Regions from separate parts of the Macaca mulatta genome. Here region 2 is linked to region 1. The links are chromatin contacts, called in public Hi-C maps. All regions are on one chromosome and are shown on one strand. The core of a region is the stretch at or near the end of the contact, and the rest is flanking DNA. Distances in the headings are between cores, read along the strand shown. Region 1 holds the start of RHOB (ras homolog family member B). Region 2 holds the start of PUM2 (pumilio RNA binding family member 2).

What was found. A called contact is a pair of places that touch in the nucleus more often than the background predicts.
Region 2: a contact with region 1 is called in a Hi-C map of liver, with 3 times the contacts expected there. The contact joins the promoter of PUM2 here to the promoter of RHOB in region 1. A contact is called at or near these places in 2 of 14 Hi-C or Micro-C datasets (fetal cortex germinal zone and liver).

Annotation. Positions count from the first base shown.
Region 1 is chr13:104,572,422-104,577,479 of T2T-MMU8v2.0, forward strand. RHOB (ras homolog family member B) reads right to left here and starts at 2,844. Exons shown (of 2, transcript NM_001194776.2): 1 at 2,332-2,844; 2 at 482-2,271. The coding sequence starts at 2,460. The coding sequence ends at 1,870.
Region 2 is chr13:104,692,021-104,697,078 of T2T-MMU8v2.0, forward strand. It overlaps PUM2 (pumilio RNA binding family member 2), which reads left to right and starts at 2,562. Exons shown (of 21, transcript XM_077960099.1): 1 at 2,562-2,789.

The sequences.
Region 1 (5,058 bases), core at 1,594-4,093:
TAAACCCCTTGATGGCCTGAACGAAACCCAGTAAACAGGCTTCCTGATAGCCTGATCCCACACCAACGATTAATAAAAACGTTACCTAAATTTAAAATGCACAAATGATAACCTTCCAAGACTCAAAGAATAAGCAAAGCCCCATAACAGACTTAGACACAAGTGTTTTTAAGACACACAGATGAATGAAATCAAGATCTTCGTTCTCACCTAATTGAACTAAGTACATAATAGGTCAAGGTTTTTGCACTGGGTGTCGGGTTATCCACTCATCGTCCTCTAGGAATGTGACAGAACAACCTGGTCTCCCTTGGTCACCCAACCCCCAACCCCCACATGCTCCCAAAGGGACTTCATCCTCATTTACTACATTTGCTATAAGGAAAACGCGGTTGGCAAGAAAGGATCTCGCCTAGGAGAATGTCTCCCTTGTCCCAAATTCGCAAGGGTATTTTTACACACTATTAAACCACAAGAGCCATTTTATAAATGTCATCATCATAGTCTTTTAATATTTTACATAAAAAACTGTATACACAGCTTATAGAACTTTTATGTAAACATCATAAGCTCACCATTTTGTCATTTGTCAGTTTATTTAAAAAATAAAAAACAAGACAACAATTTAGTAGAAGTACCACTGGGAAGGAGGGGAGGGGAAGAAAGGATATACAGGGGCAGGTGTATTCTCTGTACAGAGATGCAGAGAAAATTTCACATAGCTTTAGAGAATGCCTTGTGAAAAAAAATATATAGGCCCCAATACTTGTTACTGCCCTTTATCAAAACTGTGTGCATGACCTGCACAAATAAAATCACAATACCGTGTTGCCACTTTCTTCAAGAAAACAAAGCAAAATTTAGTGGATTTCTTTTCCCTCTCCTTGTTAAAAGTCATTTTTTAAAAACATCAGAAGTAGATGAGGTTACAGCGTACAAGTGTGGTCAGAATGCTACTGTCTTATGCAAATGACGAGAGCATTAAGTGTCAAACAATGAAACAATTGTGCAAAGAATTTAAAAAAAAACAAATTTTAGCCTTTAAATAAATCAAATAACATCATTTTCTTGGACTGAACAATTTTCACTTGTAGGACAGGCACAAAGTTCGCTTATGGCAAAAACAATCCCACAGCGCACCCTCCCTCCTCCCGCTGGTGGCTGGTGGAGGCTCGCAGGGGGGGCTGGCCCGAAGGAGAGGCTGTGCTGGAAGCTGTGTCCTCCCCAAGTCAGTTGCAAATGTCTTCCCCAGGGGTCGGAAAGATGGCCAAGTCCTGTTCATGCTTAGACGGGAGTCTGGCCCAGCCTGGGCCAGAGCGCTCACCCGTCACCACCATTAAATAACACCATCTTAGCTCCGAAAATAAAATTATATCTATATTTATATAACATTCCCCATCCTCCCCAGCCCTCCCCTCCCCCAGTACCCGGGGTCTATGTTACAGACAAGGGATATCAGGCGCCCGCTGGTGAAGGGCGAACATCTGATGGGGCGCGGCCACACTCCCGCGCCAATCTCGCCCCCGGGGATCAGAGGCGGGGGTGGGGTGAAAATGGGGCAAAGGGAGTCGAACAGACACACAGCCACACACTCTGAGGCCTGGCTCTTCAGAAAAGCATGCTCAGGGGACCCTTGGCACTCAGCGGGGAGCCCAGGCCTGTGCAACACAGCTGGACGCACAGACACTGGGAAGGGGGCGCCCGGTGCCCACGCCGAATCCTGGCGCGAGCCAGAGGCGCCAGCAGACAGATGCCAGGCAGTCCGGTGGGGTCCTTGTGGGACACGAGTCTCCCCTTCTCCGGGCTCGTGGGGGACTGGTCCAGGAGGGGGAGCCGCGCCGGCAGGGGCAGGCGCGACGGGCGCGGCCCTCATAGCACCTTGCAGCAGTTGATGCAGCCGTTCTGGGAGCCGTAGCGCTTCTGCAGCGCGGCGCGCGTGGCCGTCTCGAACACCTCGCGCACGCCTTCCTTGGTCTTGGCCGAGCACTCGAGGTAGTCGTAGGCTTGAATGCGCACGGCCATGGCGCGGCCGTCATCCGTGCGCACTGGTTCCTGCTTCATGCGGGCCAGCTCTGTGCGGACATGCTCGTCGCTGCGCAGGTCTTTTTTGTTGGCCACCAGGATGATGGGCACGTTGGGGCAGAAGTGCTTCACCTCGGGCACCCACTTCTCGGGGATGTTCTCCAGCGAGTCCGGGCTGTCCACCGAGAAGCACATGAGGATGACGTCGGTGTCCGGATAAGAGAGTGGCCGCAGACGGTCGTAGTCCTCCTGGCCCGCCGTGTCCCACAGCGCCAGCTCCACCTGCTTGCCGTCCACCTCGATATCGGCCACATAGTTCTCGAAGACAGTGGGCACGTACACCTCGGGGAACTCGTCCTTACTGAACACGATCAGCAGGCACGTCTTGCCACACGCGCCGTCGCCCACCACCACCAGCTTCTTGCGGATGGCCGCCATGAGCGGGCCGGGCCCGGGCAGCAGGAGGGGGCCCGCGAACGCCTCGCTGCCGTCCCGCTCGCCGCTCACTGCTCACCTCGGGCTGGGCGCAGGGGGCGAGGGTCGCTAGCTGCACTCGGGCCCCGCGGTGGCGCGTTCTCTCACTGAGCTCCGGCTGCCGCGGCGGGGGCGGTGGGGGCGCGGGGGCATAAGGCGCACCGTGCGTCTAGCCGCGCTGCTCCCGGGCGGTGGTCGCTCTGCTAGCCCCGGGGCGGGAGTCGGCGGCTTTGTGCGTAACGCGGGCTCGGGCGGCAGACTCGGCCTAGCTCCCTCCCGGGTCTCTCCCGGCCTCGCCGAGCATACAAGAGAGCGAACAAGTCCAAACAGACTGCGGTGGCAGATGAGGGCTGCGGCCCTAGCGCCCGCTATTTAAAGAGTCCGGCCACTTTCTTAATATAGCCGTCCAATGGGAAACGAGCCGGCTGAGCTCATCGCTGCGGATCTTGGCTCTGATTGGCCGCCCGCTGCAGCCCGAGGGCGGGGCAGGGCCAGCTTGATTGACGGCCCAGGGCGCCGGGCTGGGAGAGGCAGCGACCCGAGAGTCTGCGCCGCTGCTGGCGCTGCGGGGCTCTAGCGGCACCGGGGTCCCCTTCTTCGCCGCAGCGTCTGCGCGCGGATTCCCGGAGCTGCCTGGAGCCTACAGGGTCTGGGCGAGCGGTTCCGAAACAGGCGGCACTCAGTGGGGCGTTGGCGACTCCCATTCAGAATTGCCCCTCTTCCTGGCAAACTCCCGGCGGTGGTTGGACCTGTGGGGGAGGGGGTTTTGCTCTTTTAACGTGGTTTTGTTTTTGAATAAACACACACACACACACCACACACTTTTGTTTCCAAACAAAAGTGTTTTCTCCTTTCTTTTGGAGGCGGCCCCTCCTGTGGTCTAGGGCCCCACCCGGGTACTCGCCCTGGGCCAGCCTCGGGTTTGGACCCGAGAGGCGACCGGCTGGCTGCAAACTGGCTCTTCCAAGTCCCGCCGCCCCCACCCTTCCCAACCCCCAGCTTAGGTCTCTAGGTGAAGATTAAGGGAAGAGGTGCGGAGTGGCGGAGCCTGACAATGGAAAGGAAAGGTCGAAGCTGGAACACTTGGAGGAAGTTACTGGGCAGGGAGAAGCCCCCTCGGCCCCGCTCTTCACAATGAAGTCTGATCCCGGTTCTTAAAACAGAGAACTGTCTGAGATAAATTGTACAACAGAATATACAGTATTGTACAATAGCATGTACAATATTCTGGGTTCAATAGAATCCAACCACCCCAAGACCCGTGAGCGGGCGAAAAGGCTCGAGGCTGGGGAAGACGGGCGGGGTAAGGGGCTAACAAATGGGGCACAGCGGGTTAGTGGGTGTCCCCTCTAGTGGGGCGCCAGATCCCTAGTCTCCTGATGCACACTAGGACTGAACTCATTTATCCTATAGATCCTGCAGGAGATGACAGTACCTGTGATCCTGAAAGACCCTAGTCAACCGATTTCTACGGATAAAAGAGGAAGAAGGGGGTAGGGGGAAAGGAGGAAAGGGGAGTCGGGGAGGGCTCCCGGGAAGGAGAAACAGCCTGAACACAAGCAGGAAGGTGGGAAGGAGTAGGGCACACTCTAGGAGCTGCGTATGCTGGGGTTCATGAGCGCTAAAGCATTAACTGCAAGGGGTGGGCTCTGTCCATCCATTGCAGGGGAAATGTATGCAGACTGTTTTTTCATCTGAGGAAGGACCCACCACATCACCGGGAGGTTGTTGCCTCCTGTCTCCATCTCTGCCTCGCTCTCTGTGAGTTGTTGGAGGGCCAGGATTCTGTCTTATCTCCACATCTTGAAGACCCAGCACAATGCCTGGCATTTACAAGAATCAGTACATGACTGTGGAGAATTAACCCCAATGCTCAGAAACGCAGGTAGATCTTTCTGGGGGTTTCTTACCTGAGTTCCACGTTTTGCTTTAACAATTATCTAACCAGGCTCACGCCTGTGATCCCTGGGCCTGGGAGACCCAGGCTGGAGGATTTCTTGAGCTCAGGAGGTCACGACCAGCCTGGGCAACATGACAAAACCCCGTCCCTGTCCCTGAGAAAAATAAAATGGGATGGGGTGGGGAGGAGAGTGGCCTGCGCCTATAATCTCAGTTACTCAGGAGGCTGAGGTGGGAGGATTGCTTGAGGCCAGGAGGGCAAGGCTGCGGTGAGCTATGGTTGCAACACCCCACTCCAGCTTGGGTGACAGGGTGAGACCCTGGGTCAAAAAAAATAAAAAAATAAAAACATTTAAAAGCATCATCTAAGCAAACCCATGCAGCCAGCTGTGACTGAACCCCGGTGTTTTCACATGTAATTCATATGTTAGGAGGTAGGTCCCCGTATGGCTCCACAGATGAAATCAGATCAAATAAGGCAGTAGTGCTGCTAAGCCTAGAGCCCTTCCTAGAGGGAACGTCTTATTTAGACGACCGGAAGTGCTGTGCTTCCCTCAGACTGGATTTGCATCACTACAACAAGAAGTCAACTAGTTGGGTTTTTTTTTTTTGGCCGGTGAGGGTGGGGACGGGGTGGTTGTTTTTGTTTTTCAGATCTAAGGA
Region 2 (5,058 bases), core at 1,312-3,811, 120 kb after region 1:
AGCTTTCATCTGTGTCTTGCAGAGCACCAAACGTGTAAGAGATTCTTCATGAAAAAACACCTTCTAGGGTCAAATTTGGTTGGGACACATTGCATATTATGTCCCTCACTTGGATATTTACAATGCATATTTTTATTTTAAAGGCACTAATAAGTCTGGCAGAAAATAAACCTTTTGTCAAATAGAGATAACACCTCATAGGTAATTTGTGGAGCTCAGTTCAAAATGAAAATGAGGGGCCCTTTTGTCAAAAACCACTAAGACTTTCTACATGGTGACATCAGAGCATTAAACCAATCGCAGAACCTTTCTAGACACCCCCTAGGCCTTGTGCAACTGCACAGGTCACGTGTCTGTGCTGAAGCTGGCCTTGCTCATGGGGATATCTGGAACACTAAATGAGACAATGTATGGAAAGTGCTTTGGTGCTTGCATGTTGTAAGCACCAAACAAATAACTATAGCATACACATGGCTTTTAGTAGGACTCTTGGTTGTAACAGAAACTCACTTCATCTAGCTTAAGCAAAGAAGCAGAATTTATTATAAGGATCCAGGAATGTGGTTCAGACTCCAAGGGTAGAGGCAGCCAGCCAGACACAGGAACATGTGACAGAGAGACATTGTCAGCACTCTCCTTTTCTCACTCAATTCCACTCTTTTCTACAGGTTCCCTGTCTTACAGGATGGAACGAGTCTGCCCAAGGGATCCCAGGTCCAAGAGACTTTGGAGGTTGGGGTCTCTTAGTCCTAATTCCATACTCTAAGGGACAGCCTGTGATGGATTTATCTAGTTTCACCCACACTAAGCAACTGTATATAAAGACCCTTCTGCTATTATCAGCTTAATGGAGGGGAAAGGAGAAGGAAAGCAAAATGTGTACACTCCAGTATCTCCCATTCTTACTTGATCGTGAGACATTTCTTAAAGGAATATCTATTAATACTGAACGCAGCACACTAGGGAAATGCTGTCGTGGGTGATGGGGAGCAATGAGATGGTTGAAGCAGAGGCCTGAGCGCCAGGAATTGGATTTGCATTTTAGATAGCAGTGAGCAGAACTGATTGGAGGGAATGAGACTGGAGACAGGAAAGCTGATTAAGAGCCAGCTACAGAAATCCAGACCTGGGAAGCAAGGCTAGTATTAGTGAGGAGGCAGAGGAAGAGACTGTCTCCAGAATTACTTGGGAAGTAAAAATCTGCGAGGCTTGGTAAGTTATTTATATTTGGAGTGGGGGATAAAAGGAAGAGACAAGGATGGTTCTCAGAGGGGTAATTTGGGGAATGAATAGGTGGTGGCACTGCCAACTATAGAGACAGTACAAGAGTGGGGGGTAGGGGATGGGTGTGACTTCAGTTTTTAACATGCTTGGCGACAAGAACATTCAAGTGAAAATATCTAGAAGCCTGCAATATGACTCTAAGGTAGGGGCTTGGGATGGATTTCAATGTCAGACATTTTTCAGTAATAGTTAAAAACCGAAGAGCCCATGTATTCAACAGGCACTTGAGGGCACAGTGTAAAACAAAACACAAGGTCCTTGCCCTCGTGGAGCTCACAGTCGCCCAGGGAATACATACATTAAGCAAAGTATAAGGGAGGTCCTGAATCTTTACGAATTGCAGCATGTCAGGAGAGCCAGGAGCTGTGCAAACCATCAAGAACATATCAGACACGGTGCCTATTACAGCTGTGTGACCTGGAGCAGGTTAGGTTAGAATCCTGGAATCACCACTGCTTTGCACGGGGGGCCAGGACAGCAAGGCAGATTTGGGGTTTCCAACCAGCCTGTAAATCGGGAAGGAAACAGCGCTTGGTACCCGAGAAAAAGAAACAGCCAACGAGTGAGAATCACTGGCCCAGCTCGAGAACGACATGAGTTTCCTTTGTGTGCACCGGGACCAAGCACTGGGGGGCCGACAATTTGCTGAGAGCTGGCTCCACCTGCCTGGGGTGCAAGACGAGAAGAGTGACAGCCCTCTCACGGGGTACAATCTTCTACCTCCAAATGCATCTCCCTCGTCTCGTGCGGAGGTACTGGGTGAAAGCTAAAGGCCTGAATTAACGTCCGGCTCTTGCGGGCGCCAGCACTCCGGAAGCGAAATGCCAGGAGTACCCCAAGGTGGGCGGCGCGGGCGCAGACACCTGCACACCCAGTTGGGGGAAAACAATGAGCAACCGGGTAGGAAGCCGAGAGTGAGAAGATTCAGAAGTCGAGGCCCCACGCGGTAAGACAGTCCAACACAGCGTTTGGCAACAGCACGCCTGCGCTGTCCCAGCCCGGCGCGCGCTCCCGGCGCCGCGGCAGAGCCCAGGAGGGAAACGCGAGCCCGCAAGGTGAGGGCGGGGGAGGGCACGCCGGAGAGGCGGCCGAACACGTGAGAGCGCGGAGAACGTGCGCACGCGCAGGGCGCCCCCGGCCCGCGCGGCAGTAGCGCGGGAGCTGGGACGCAAGGCATTGAAAGGAGCCGCGCCTCGGTGAGAGCTCCCCCTCCCCTTTCTCCCGGGATGCATTGCGCGCGCCCGGTGGGCGGGGGGGAGGGGAGGGGAGGCGGCGGTGGCAGCCATGTTGTTGTGAGTCTCTGTGTCTCACCCTCGGTACTTCGGTGGTTCGTAGGAGGAGGGGGAGGAGAAGGAGGAGGTGGGGTGGGGGGGGAGGGTGGTAGGTGGAGAAAGAAGACATTGCCGCCACCGAAGGCAGAGGAGGGGGAGGACCGCCAAGAGCGACGCCGCCGTGTGCCCAACGGTCGGTGTCCCCGGCTGAGGCAGCGCGGCCGCAGCAGCCCTGTAAGTCAGTCCGCGCTCGCTCTTTCTCCGGTCCTGTGGCGCTGCCGGGGTGGCTCCCTGGGCTTTGTGCGGCGGCGTCGGCGGGAGCCGATCACCAGCGGGAGGGCGGACGGGGCTTGCTGAGTGCCCGGGCCGGTGCGGCCTGTGGCCCGCTCGCACAATGCAGGGGGAGGGGTGCCGGAAGGGGGTGTGCGCGCGCGGCGGAGGGGGCTCCCGTCCGACCGCTTTCCCGCTTCCTTCCCTCCGCTGGGCCGCCGCCTGGGGGGCCTGGGGCGCCGACCCCGTTCTCCCCCAGATTCGGCGGACTGGAGGTTAGAGACTGAGCTGTCGGCCCTGGGTTTCGGAAAGTGGGGGAGAGGCCGGGTGGCCCCAGAGAAGCATGCGGATTGCAAGTGGGTGAAGAGGAAGGAGTGGGTTTATGAAAACAAGTGTGGGCATTTTCAAAGGCCCGAGTGTGTCCGGGAAAAGCTTGCCGTGGACAGATGTAGGTATGAAGCAGTGACTTGGATTCGCCTTGTTTAGGTGATGTTTTACTATAGGAACGGATTTCGATAGAAAAATATGTAACTTGTAACCAAAGACAAGATTAGCGGCTTCTGCTATTTGAGCAGTAGTTTTGTATCTGAATTGGGTCAGATTTTGGGGAAGATGTTTAAAGTTTTGTGCCCAAACACGTGTAAAAGTGTTGTTTCTGAGAACACAGCTAGAGAAAACCTACTTACGGCTTTTTATTCTAACATACGTAAACTTTTGAAAGCATCATGTTAGGACTTAGTACTTCGAGATTTTTACTTGTTGAGAAAACTGGGGGCAGATGTTTGGTGAAGGAAAACATGAGAAAAATGTTTGTACACGCTGAAGAGAAATGTAATACCTGTAAAGGTATTGTATGTCAAGAAAACAGTTTTAATAAAGGGAGTTACCGAAGGATTTTTAAAGCTTGTTTAATGGTTAGATTTCGTGTTTAATAGGTGACTCTTCGCCATGTGACCTGGAGTATTGGAAGATGACTTAAGGAATCCTGTAAAGAAAAAAATAACAAAAATGAATATTTTCGATTTGTTTCTATTCTTAGCCTCCTTTTAACAATGAATTACTTCATTTGCTCAATCATCATGAGTAAATGATGGCATTTTCCGTGCTGCAAGAATTTCTTTAAAATTCCGATTTTTGGTGAAATTGCATTGTGTAGAATTTTCTTGGTGTCCATGAGGGCAGTTTTTGTATGCAGAAAATGTTTGCGATAATTTTTAAAATAAAATTATATTTCAGAAACCTGGTTCTTGAGGATTTAGGTCCAGTTTTTTATTCTGTTTACAGGTCTAGCTATTTTGAGTTATAATTGCCAGTAACAATCTTAAGCATATTCCAACAATTTAAGCTGTGTTTAACACATGCTTTCCTTAATTTGAGTCCAAAGTTCTCTTAGGTGTTCCAGTATTTAGCAAGATTTCAACTTCTAAAAAGAGCCTAAATTACTGACATTTAATTTGTTCTTACAAAGCTGTCACTTTAGACTCAATTCTCAGGCATTACAAATACTGTATATGAATTACCACATAATACTTGGATTTTGTTTCTCTTAAGCATTCCATACTTGTTTATGAATCTTTTTTTCTTTTTTGAGACAGGGTCTTTCTCTGTCGCCCAGGCTGGAGTGCAGGTGGTGAGATCTCGGCCCACTGCAGCCACCGCGTCCCGGGCTGCAACTGTTCTTCCACCTAAGCCTTCCGAGTAGCTGTAGCTGGGGCTACAGGCGCATGCCACCACGCCCGGCTAATTTTTGCATTTTTGTAGACAGGGTCTCACTATGTTGCCTAGGCTCGTCTCCTATGTTGCCTAGGCTCAACTCCCGAGCTCAAGCGATCCCTCCCGCCTCGGCCTCCCAGAGTGCTGGGATTACAGGCGTGAGCCACCGCACCGGGCTTGTTTATAAACCTTTCTGGTGTTCGGGCTTGTTTATAAACCTTTCTGGTGTTGAAAGATAATTTGCCTTCCTGAGTTTGTACTTATCTTAGTTAACAAAAGTAATTATGACCAGAGATTCAGGCCAGGTGTGAAATCGACAGCCCATTTTTTTCAGTAACCAAGCTGTCTCCTTTTTATAGACCCTAACATGAACTGCATAATTTTAAGTGGAGGTGGGTTCCTGTCTCCTAAACTCAAGTTCTACATACTTCCTAACTTAAATACTTTGTTGGGTTTCCAGGATATGGAAATACTTTGTATTTTTTCATATTCTTAAAATTTGCAGGTACTTAAAATATCC